2 separate regions of the Mus musculus genome follow, and region 1 is linked to region 2. Evidence: chromatin contacts called from public HiChIP or PLAC-seq data. All regions are on one chromosome and are shown on one strand. The core of a region is the stretch at or near the end of the contact, and the rest is flanking DNA. Distances in the headings are between cores, read along the strand shown. Region 1 overlaps Gprin3 (GPRIN family member 3). Region 2 has its middle 53 kb from the start of Tigd2.

Region 1 (4,296 bases), core at 1,496-3,995, 91 kb before region 2:
GCCAAGGACTCATCCCTATGGCTTCCCTCTGAGTTCCAACTACTTCCCAGTGGAAAACATACTTGGAATAGACACTGGAGCGATCTTGGAAAGAGGTCCCATGGGGACTGTACCTGACCCTCTGAGGGTGACTAAAGCTTCGATAGTGGCAGCTTCTGGAAAGGAAGAGTCTCGAGGGGAGTCGCAGAGTGTCTCACCACAACCAGCTCAGCCAGATAACAATGCTAGTGGCATTGGCAATGTTCCTGCAGAACTCAGCCTCCAGCTCAGTGCAGCTGCTCAAGCCCTGATGCAAGCTTGTGTGTCTGAGTCCAGTCAGCAAGACATGGCATCTCCTGGTGTCTTCAGTGAGGGAGAGCCAGTGTCTCCCAAACAGAAAACACCTGATGACTTCCTGCTTCATGGAAGCAAGGAGTCCGCAGCTCCAGGCCTGAACGCTACTGCACAAAAGGAACTTATATCTGCGCCATGTTTAATATCTGTAGTCCAGCACACTCACCATGCCATCCAAAGGGATGCACCAAATACTAGCACCTGTGCGGTACCTGAAGGTTCCTTGGTGAAATCCGAGGCAAACTCAAACGGCGAGAACCCTGAAAAGCCAGGTTGTCCTGCCAGGGTCACCTGTTGCAGCAGCAAAAATCAAGAAGGGCTCTGTGATTTTCCTTCTCCAGAAAACAGCCAAGGAATTTTACAGACTCCAGATATAGCATCCCCTTCTGCAGACAGACCTGAGGGGGAAGGGCAGAAAGTCATCAATAACATCACCGCGGTGTCCAGTGAACCTCCAGTAAGAGAGGGGTGCTCGGAGAACAAACAGCCCTCTGCCACTGCCTTGAACACCACAGCTGAAAGGTCGGAAAACCCTCCGCCGTCCCACCTCACCAGCAAAGGGGCCACATGTTCTTCAGAAGCAAGGCAGGCACTGCTACCAGCACAGTATCCTGTGTCAAGGTTTAAAGAAGCCAGTACAATGACCTGCCAAGCTGAAAGTGGGGCTAAGGAGGTCTCTGGCAGGGCTTGGCAAGATGCTGAGGTACAGGCAGTGGCAAGTGTGGAGAGCAGGTCTGTCTCTACCAGCCCCAGTATCCTCCCCGCATATTTAAAAGAAAATCCTGCTCCTGAGCTAGAGAATGGGCAGGAGCAACTGCGTGTCATTTGCCATGGCAAGGGCAGTGGGAACCACTTGTTGGAACTCTCTAACAGCATGGTAGACTCCCAGGAGTCAAGGCAATGCCCCAGCATTGTACCACAGGTGCATATCCAAGCAGCCACTGCCACTCCTGCGGCTTTCAAAGGGGGATGCAAACCAGCGAACCAACCAGCTGAAGGCCTTAAATCCCCACTGATCCATGTGACCTCCAGTCAAAACACGGAAACAGAGGAAGACCTGCGGTTGTCAGCAAGCAAAGAGGCAACCTCTAGACAGCCTGAAGGTACTAATCCTGACTTCCAGAAAGCTAACGCCATTGGCCAGATTTCCCTCCCAGCAGGGAGTCAAGCTGAGATAAATCAGGGGTTGTGGAACTCTGGACCCAGGGAACCTGAAATTGTAGTGAAAACTGCAAAAGACCACAAAGCAGAGTCAAGCTGCAAACCGTCCAACTCCGGTGGAGGTGCCAACAAAGACTACCCCCCGGAGAGCTTGGACCCCACTGATAAAAAAGGTGCAAAGGACAAGAAGCCTGCGTCTCCTCTTATCGTGAAAGACCATGCACCTGGAGCCACCAGCACTCTAGATGCCAAAACCCTATTGCTAAATCCTAAATCTCAGGTAAAGGAAGGTGAGGGACCAGAGGTCAGTCCTGCACCCTCCCCAGGGAGGAAGAGCCAACAGAACACCTTGGAAGAACTCAGGCAGCCCAAGACAGTCATGAGTCTGAGCCTGCCATCAGATGGCACAGGTGACTCGAGCCCAGGCTCAGGTAAGAGGACCCCTTCTCTCTCAGTCAAGGCCAGCCCGCGCAGGGGCAGCCGGGTCAGCGAGTTCCTGAAGGAGCTCAGTGTGACAGCAGCTGCTGCTCAGGTGGGCCTCACACCTGGAGAGAAGAAGAAACAGCTGGGTGCAGACTCCAAGCTGCATCTGAAACAGTCCAAGCGAGTGAGGGATGTGGTGTGGGATGACCAGGGCATGACCTGGGAGGTGTATGGTGCTTCCTTGGACCCAGAGTCCCTGGGAGTTGCCATCCAGAACCATTTACAAAGACAAATTAGGGAACATGAGAAGATAGTTAAAACACAAAGTGGCCAGACTCGAAGATCAATTTCCTCAGATTCTTCTTCAAGTAAGAAGCTTAAAGGGAGACAACATGGTGTTCTGCAGTCCATGCTGCAAAACTTCCGGCGCCCCAACTGCTGTGTCCGCCCTGCTCCGTCCTCTGTGCTGGACTAAAAGGGAACTGCACTAGTGTACGAGCTGTGGTATTCCTTGTGTCTATTTGTGTCAAAGCTTAGACGTTTGGATTTCTGTTTTGTTTTAGGTTTGTTGTCGTTGTTTTCTGAGAGACCTAGGAGTAAACGCAACTATTAGATTTAAAAATTAGCTATTAGGAATTGTTGGGTTTTCCACAAATAAAATGCTGTTTCCCACTGATAGAATACAAGAGTGAAGCAAAGCTTACAGCTTGCACGAGTTCAGAAGAAATGATCGTCACTGTGGTTTTTAAGGACATTATTTATACACAGAAGTCATTCGGTATTTTCACCTCAGTCTATCACAGGATGGTATTTCCACTAAAATAGCTGCTTTACACTAAAACTAGCAAAAACAACTACTAACAACACTGTGGTAATTTCTGGTATTACTGAGGTAAGAATGCTAGTACCACAAAATGTTGCAAGTACCACAAGAGGATGCTAGAACCACAAATGTTTAAGTAGCTTTTAAGAACCTTAATGTGAAAACTTGAAAAACAAATGTATGTTATCCCAGGGACAAATAAGATAAAATGAAAATATTCAAAAATGTATAAAAAAAACAAATATGAACTGGCTATAGACATCTAAAGCTAACCCTTTTTATGTGAACAAGTTCTTGTTAGAAAAGTTACCTATACCTCCAGATATGAATACTGCCTATACTAAACATGAATTTATATGTACACATTTTCCTGCATTAAATGCAAAGCGCATCCCTGTGCTTTGGACCACATTAAAATGGTATTTTCTTACACTAGAGGAAGTGTATGTGACTAGAGTCATGAGACTAAGGAGGATAGTTAAATTTTGTATTGTAAGTGTGTCCTCTGCTAACAGGTTCTGATTGCTTAAATGTACAACCTAGATTGCTTCAGATTTATCACTTTTAAGAGACATGCTGTTACACTTCAGAGGTCTTCATGAAATCAGTTTGAACTTTGGGTGGCCATCTTCCCTCACTGGTTTCTCCAGGAATGGCATGCATGGGAACATCCTTGACTCACTGAGTTGGGGTGGCAGCAGCAGCTTGTGCACTGGGGTAGGATGAAGAAGGAGCATGGTGAAGGTTTAGGGCAGGCCTTCCTCCCAACCTTCATCGTCTACACAAAGCTAATCTGAAGGTTGCAGTTAACACTTCAGACTTAGATGTGGAAGGAAGAGCAATAACCTTTGCTAAAATCACTCCTGATGAGCTAGAAAACAGGACCTGCCGTGTATCTTATTTTTACTTTAGAGACTCAAATATCAGTGGTACAGCCACATATCTGTTTTGTTTTTCTTTCAGTTTATTTCTATTTTGTAGATTAAAAACATAAAAATTATACCTGTGCTCCGAATCCTGAGCTACATTGCATTTGATTTCTACAAGAGCAATTTAACTGAGTATGTAGCTGCATAAGTAGGCCACGGTGACAGCACCCTTCCAGTTGGAGAATGATAATTACAGTGTTATACTTGGAACTTATAATGAATTTCTTAATAAGGCACATTTTCAGCTTCTTACTAATTGGCTTCTATTAAGGATGCTTTATAAAGTAGGAATTACTGTCAAATTACCAATCAAATTGCTATATTAATGATTAGAGATTTAGAATAAAACTCTCCCTTTTACTGTAAGTAGTTATTTGCCTCACACACCTTTGCCAGGATTTTTTTCTGCCTCCTAACTTACACACACCCAGGCCTTCTGTCACATGTCAGCACTCATACCATGTATACACAAGCACACAGGAGCAGCTGTCCACAGGGTCCACTCCAGATGGTGCGCCCTAGGAATCCTTAGTCAAAAAGTGCTACAACGGGCTATTCCTACGGTCAAATAGGAGAGAAAAGATAATTCTAATCAGCAATAATGTTTGCAGATTTAAAGTAAACATG
Region 2 (4,536 bases), core at 546-3,045:
TTGTCTTTAGCTGCATATGTATCAAAAGATGGCCTAGTCGGCCATCACTGCAAAGAGAGGCCCATTGGACTTGCAAACTTTATATGCCCCAGTACAGGGGAACACCAGGGCCAAAAAGGGGGAGTGGGTGGGTAGGGGATGGGGGGGGTATGGGGGACCTTTGGGATCGCATTGAAAATGTAAACGAGGAAAATACCTAATAATAATAAAAGAAAAAAGAAAAAGAAAATTGGACACAGTATTATAAAAAAAACAAAACAAAACAAAACAAAAAAACAAAACAACAACAACAAAAAAAACACCTAGGTCTGGATTTACTCAGTTGGGAAAGTATGTATTTGGCATATGCAAGGCCCTTGTTCAATCACTAGTTCCAAAAAACTCAAAATCTCCCACTGTGTTGGAATATTACAGGCACTCATCCCACCAACCCCACTTCCTATCTCCTGTTTACTATGAGATAAATTCACCATTTAAACCACTGGCACTTGTCAGTCTTTCCTGGATTCCTCAGCTTTCTCTTCAATGACATCATCATATGCTCACTTACTGATACCCCAATATGCCCCCTTTGAGGGCAAGAGCTACCATATTATTGAGCTGACAAGTTTCTGAAGTTGAGGGTAATGTTTTTGTTTTACACCTTTTTTCTTTCTCAAAGACACAGTGGTACCCACAGCACTATCCAGTGGCAATTACCTCAACATTTCTGTCTTCCCTCCTGCAGATTTCTTTTTGGGGAATAACTATGGAATGCTGTAGTAAGGCAAATTCAGGTAAGGATTCCATGGTCCAATGTGGAACAGTGGACAAGAGGTATGATGGCATTCATACCATAAATGGATCTTTCCTTCTAATTGAGCTCTGAGAGAAGGAAGTTATTCTAAAGTAACACTTGAAGTCTTGACCTTGAACAAGTTCCTAATGTCATTCTATTCTTACTAGTCTTGTCTAGATTGGAGTCTTACTCAAAAAAAAAATTAAAACACACAAAAACTGAAAAGCAGCAAGCTTGTTTTAATGACATAGCAACAGAAACACTGCAAGAGATGTGAGAGCCACTTGAGATATAGAGTTCAAACAGCTGTTGCTTTGGACTTCTGTCAAAGCACTGCAGGGAAAGGAGGAGTTGGTTGCTGAAGGCCATAGTGGAGGTACCTTCCTATTTTGATGGGCAGGCTTGGTTATGTAAGTCGTTCTCTCCCCCAGGATGTTGTTTCTCATGATGCATATGTTTAAAAAGTTAAATGTATTCCAAATTATGCATAGGCACGAGTTAGTCAATGGGATGGGGGTCATGATTATCCCTAAAAGTTCACTTAGACTGAACATTTTGCTCAACTGCACATATACCCAAAACCCAAACCAGCCTAGTTCAGCCCGATGTCCATAATTTCCAGATAAATATTTCACAAGATACATGATCACAAAAGAAGTTATCCAGGAGTTGCTACAGGAGGATTGACCTGTTGTATCATTTGGAGTAAGGCACATATACAGCTCTATGCAGGTACAGATCTCAGGTTGCCAAGGACATTGTGAGGAAAGGGATATATGCCAAGCAGAGTTCTGGCTTGCTGAGCTATTCTGCCTGCCTTGGTTCTTCATGTAGTGTGTTACATTCTTAATTTATTGAGTAAAGGAAGACATAAATATGTAAATGTATAATCAGCTCAGAAAGTGAGAAACCAAGAAAAACTAGACAGGATGTTGTTAAATTCAGGAAGTAAGGAAGAGGGGCTTCTGTGAAACAGTCTACAGCCCTGGTAGTTCCTCAGTGCCACCTCTCCAGGGCCTCACGTGTCACCTTGACTCCTCTGTGGTGGTGCACACTACCCGAGTACTTTCTCAGTGTTACCTCTCCAGGGCATCACATGTCACCTTAACTCCTCTGTGGCAGGGCACAGTTTTAGTTGCTTCATCCTTGTAAAAATAGAATACACTGATGAGTGCATTCTTTTCTGCAGTGACTCCAAACTCCCCCAATGACATCTTCCAGAGCCATATAAGCCCTGTTAGAGATGAGATTATGCACAAGGGTGTGAAAGTGTCATCAAGTGGAGAGGGACTCTCCATAAATAGTATCCTTGTCAATATTATAAAGTTGTCAAAAGGGGACAAGGTGATTATCTGTGACTGAAAAGGCTTTGTGCATAGATAGGAAGAAAAGAAAGAGAAAGAAGTGGCAAAAAGGATCAACCATTTGCCCTTGGATAGTGTTGAATAAGATAGATTTTTCTACGTGCCTGGTGAATTGAAGATATATCTAAGTATAAAGGATCTTTTTTTATGTTATCTCAGTGGGTGGCTTATATGACTAGATTAAAATTTACTTTGAAATTTTACTCTGCTTCACAATAGCCAAGAATAACAATATGCCATTCGAATTTGTGAGGGGGGCATTTTTGAGAAGTATTTATGCCACATGTTACTGTGCACATGCTGAGCTGCACAGATAGTGATAATGAACAGTATAAGTATTAATGATTTTGAACTCTTTCAGAATTATATAGTCAATAAAACTGGATCAAGTAACAATCCTTAATAAAACTTGGTCAGGAAGACCAAGTAACTTGTGTGAGACTATGAATAATTACTAGTCTTTCATAGTCTCACACAAGTGACTATGCTCCTCCCACACAGAGCCAGGCCTGTGCAGTCTACAGAACACAAAGAAGGAAGGATAGAAGACTTCTGAAGACAGAGCTTCACCTTTTTTAAATGCCATTTTATATATGTAAGTTTATTACTGCCCTTTCAAAATGGTAGTTTAGATGTGTGTGTAGCTATCTCCACACTCTTTGTCATGTGACCAGAATTTCTGCCAATATTATACAATGTAGAGTATAAAAAGAGAATTGTGAAACAGAGGTATGGCAAGTTAATGTTAAAGGGTGTATAAAAGACCAAAACTTTGTAGAAAAGCACATTGCATTTGGAATGTATGTCAGCTTGACATTTTATTGTTACAACTATGAGGATAGAGAATAATTTTGTCTATAATGAAGCTCAATTTGCTTTTCAACAGCTGTCCTTGGAGAAGCGGTACAGTAAATGGAACTTATCAGCATTTGAGAATGAATGACAATGTAGCCACTTTCTGTATAATCCATCTCCCCCTTGGAATTTAGTCAGTCCATTCAAACTCCAAGTTTCATATCTGGAGAGCAACTTTCTGATGTCCCCTTCCCTCATCCACGTCAGAAAGAAGTCTACATGAGGCAATGTCTTGCAAAGGATCCAGGATGAACATTTAATCTACATATTGGCCTCTTGGCTTTGTTGGCCTCTTGTCTTCAATGGCCACCTCTGACTTCTTTTTCCAGCTTATCATGAGATGTTCTTTGTCTTTACCACATTGGCTACTTAAGCATCAGAGCCTTTGCTCTTAGTAAGTGGAAGTCAATACAACAACTAGCCTTTACTCCAAAGACAAAATGTAACAGACATTCTGAATGGCTAGTTCAGGACCCAAGTAGGTCAACTGGCAGCATTGGAAATGGGTTCCACAGTTTGGGAATTGGTAAGAATGGTCTTTGTGCCGTCAGTAATAATGGCTATATTTATCCCTTCGATGACTATATTCAACCTTTTCAAAGTTGCAGCTCACTACTTGACTATTGGTGATGGATGGAGCTAATTCATCCTTCTTCTCATCTGCTACTGCCCTCGGATATTATATGGGTTAATTCCCTTTTGGGTAGCCATGAGGTATAACTAAACAACTAATCTCTAATAACCCTCTTTTCACATTACCCTCATGTTCTTCTTGTCATTAATTTACATTGGGTTAACTGATCTTTTGAAACTATGCTATAATATTTTCAAGCAATCCTGGAATCATAGCAGTAGCATGCACTCCTTCCCTGAAAACATGGTTCTTCTGGCAGACACAGTCACCCTCTATTCCCATTCCTTCCTCAATATTCTCAACAAATGTAGAAATAGTCTTGCATCTTTTCTACTCTAGAGCTGAGGGGTATTTTTTCAGGGCCTAGAACAATAATAGTTGTTTTTAACAAACTCTCATTCATTTCATTTTTACCAATGAAGACTCAAGAGTCAGATGCTGGAGTGAAGTCCAACTACCTTAAAGAGGCAGAGAAAGCATGAGCTGACCTTTCTCCTTAGCCAGTGTTCCAGAAGGAATACTGCTCTCTCACACCATCTCAAACAACCTCCTTCAAACTCAATCTCTTCCTGTGTGTCTCTATCCATCCTCCTGATTTCATCTTCCTCTCTGTGGTATTTTTGTAATAATCTTGTGTTTACTTCCTATCAACTTGCTTGCTCCACCTCTTGATCTATGGTTGACTTTATTTAATCATGTTTACAATAAACAGAAAGGTCTTGGAGTAAAGGTGTGCACTAGGGCTGAGCCACAACACAACTAGAAACAGGCTTTTCCAGTAAATAACACAATCTTCGGGTTCACAGTGTGATAAAAATATCCTAAAACAAATAGTAGAAGTGGTTTCTTCAGCAAAGCTTGTCTCTAGTCTGATAAAGTGTGAAGAACTTTCTAGTTCTCACTTA

The links. HiChIP or PLAC-seq counts read pairs in DNA pulled down with a chosen protein or histone mark.
Region 1: a BATF HiChIP or PLAC-seq map of CD8 T cells shows a contact between it and region 2, with 7 read pairs. The contact joins two enhancer-like sites. A contact is called at or near these places in 1 of 39 promoter capture datasets (the 3T3-L1 cell line), 7 of 484 Hi-C or Micro-C datasets (the HL-1 cell line, Sertoli cells, cortical neurons and 3 more), 3 of 115 datasets of contacts at active chromatin or transcription factors (CD8 T cells, embryonic stem cells and neural progenitor cells) and 1 of 9 other capture datasets (embryonic stem cells).

What each region holds. Positions count from the first base shown.
Region 1 is chr6:59,351,125-59,355,420 of GRCm38.p6, reverse strand. Gprin3 (GPRIN family member 3) reads left to right here. Exons shown (of 2, transcript NM_183183.3): 2 at 1-2,960. The coding sequence starts at 101. The coding sequence ends at 2,392. Among named protein-coding and RNA genes, the nearest start is that of Gprin3, 73 kb to the left of the region's middle. Within about 2 kb of position 2,745, at least 10 of the 459 cell types and tissues checked have an H3K27ac peak or open chromatin away from gene starts, as enhancers often do. A contact at or near this core is called in CD8 T cells, where this site is marked.
Region 2 is chr6:59,259,415-59,263,950 of GRCm38.p6, reverse strand. No RefSeq gene overlaps it. Among named protein-coding and RNA genes, the nearest start is that of Tigd2, 53 kb to the right of the region's middle. Within about 2 kb of position 1,795, at least 9 of the 459 cell types and tissues checked have an H3K27ac peak or open chromatin away from gene starts, as enhancers often do. A contact at or near this core is called in CD8 T cells, where this site is marked.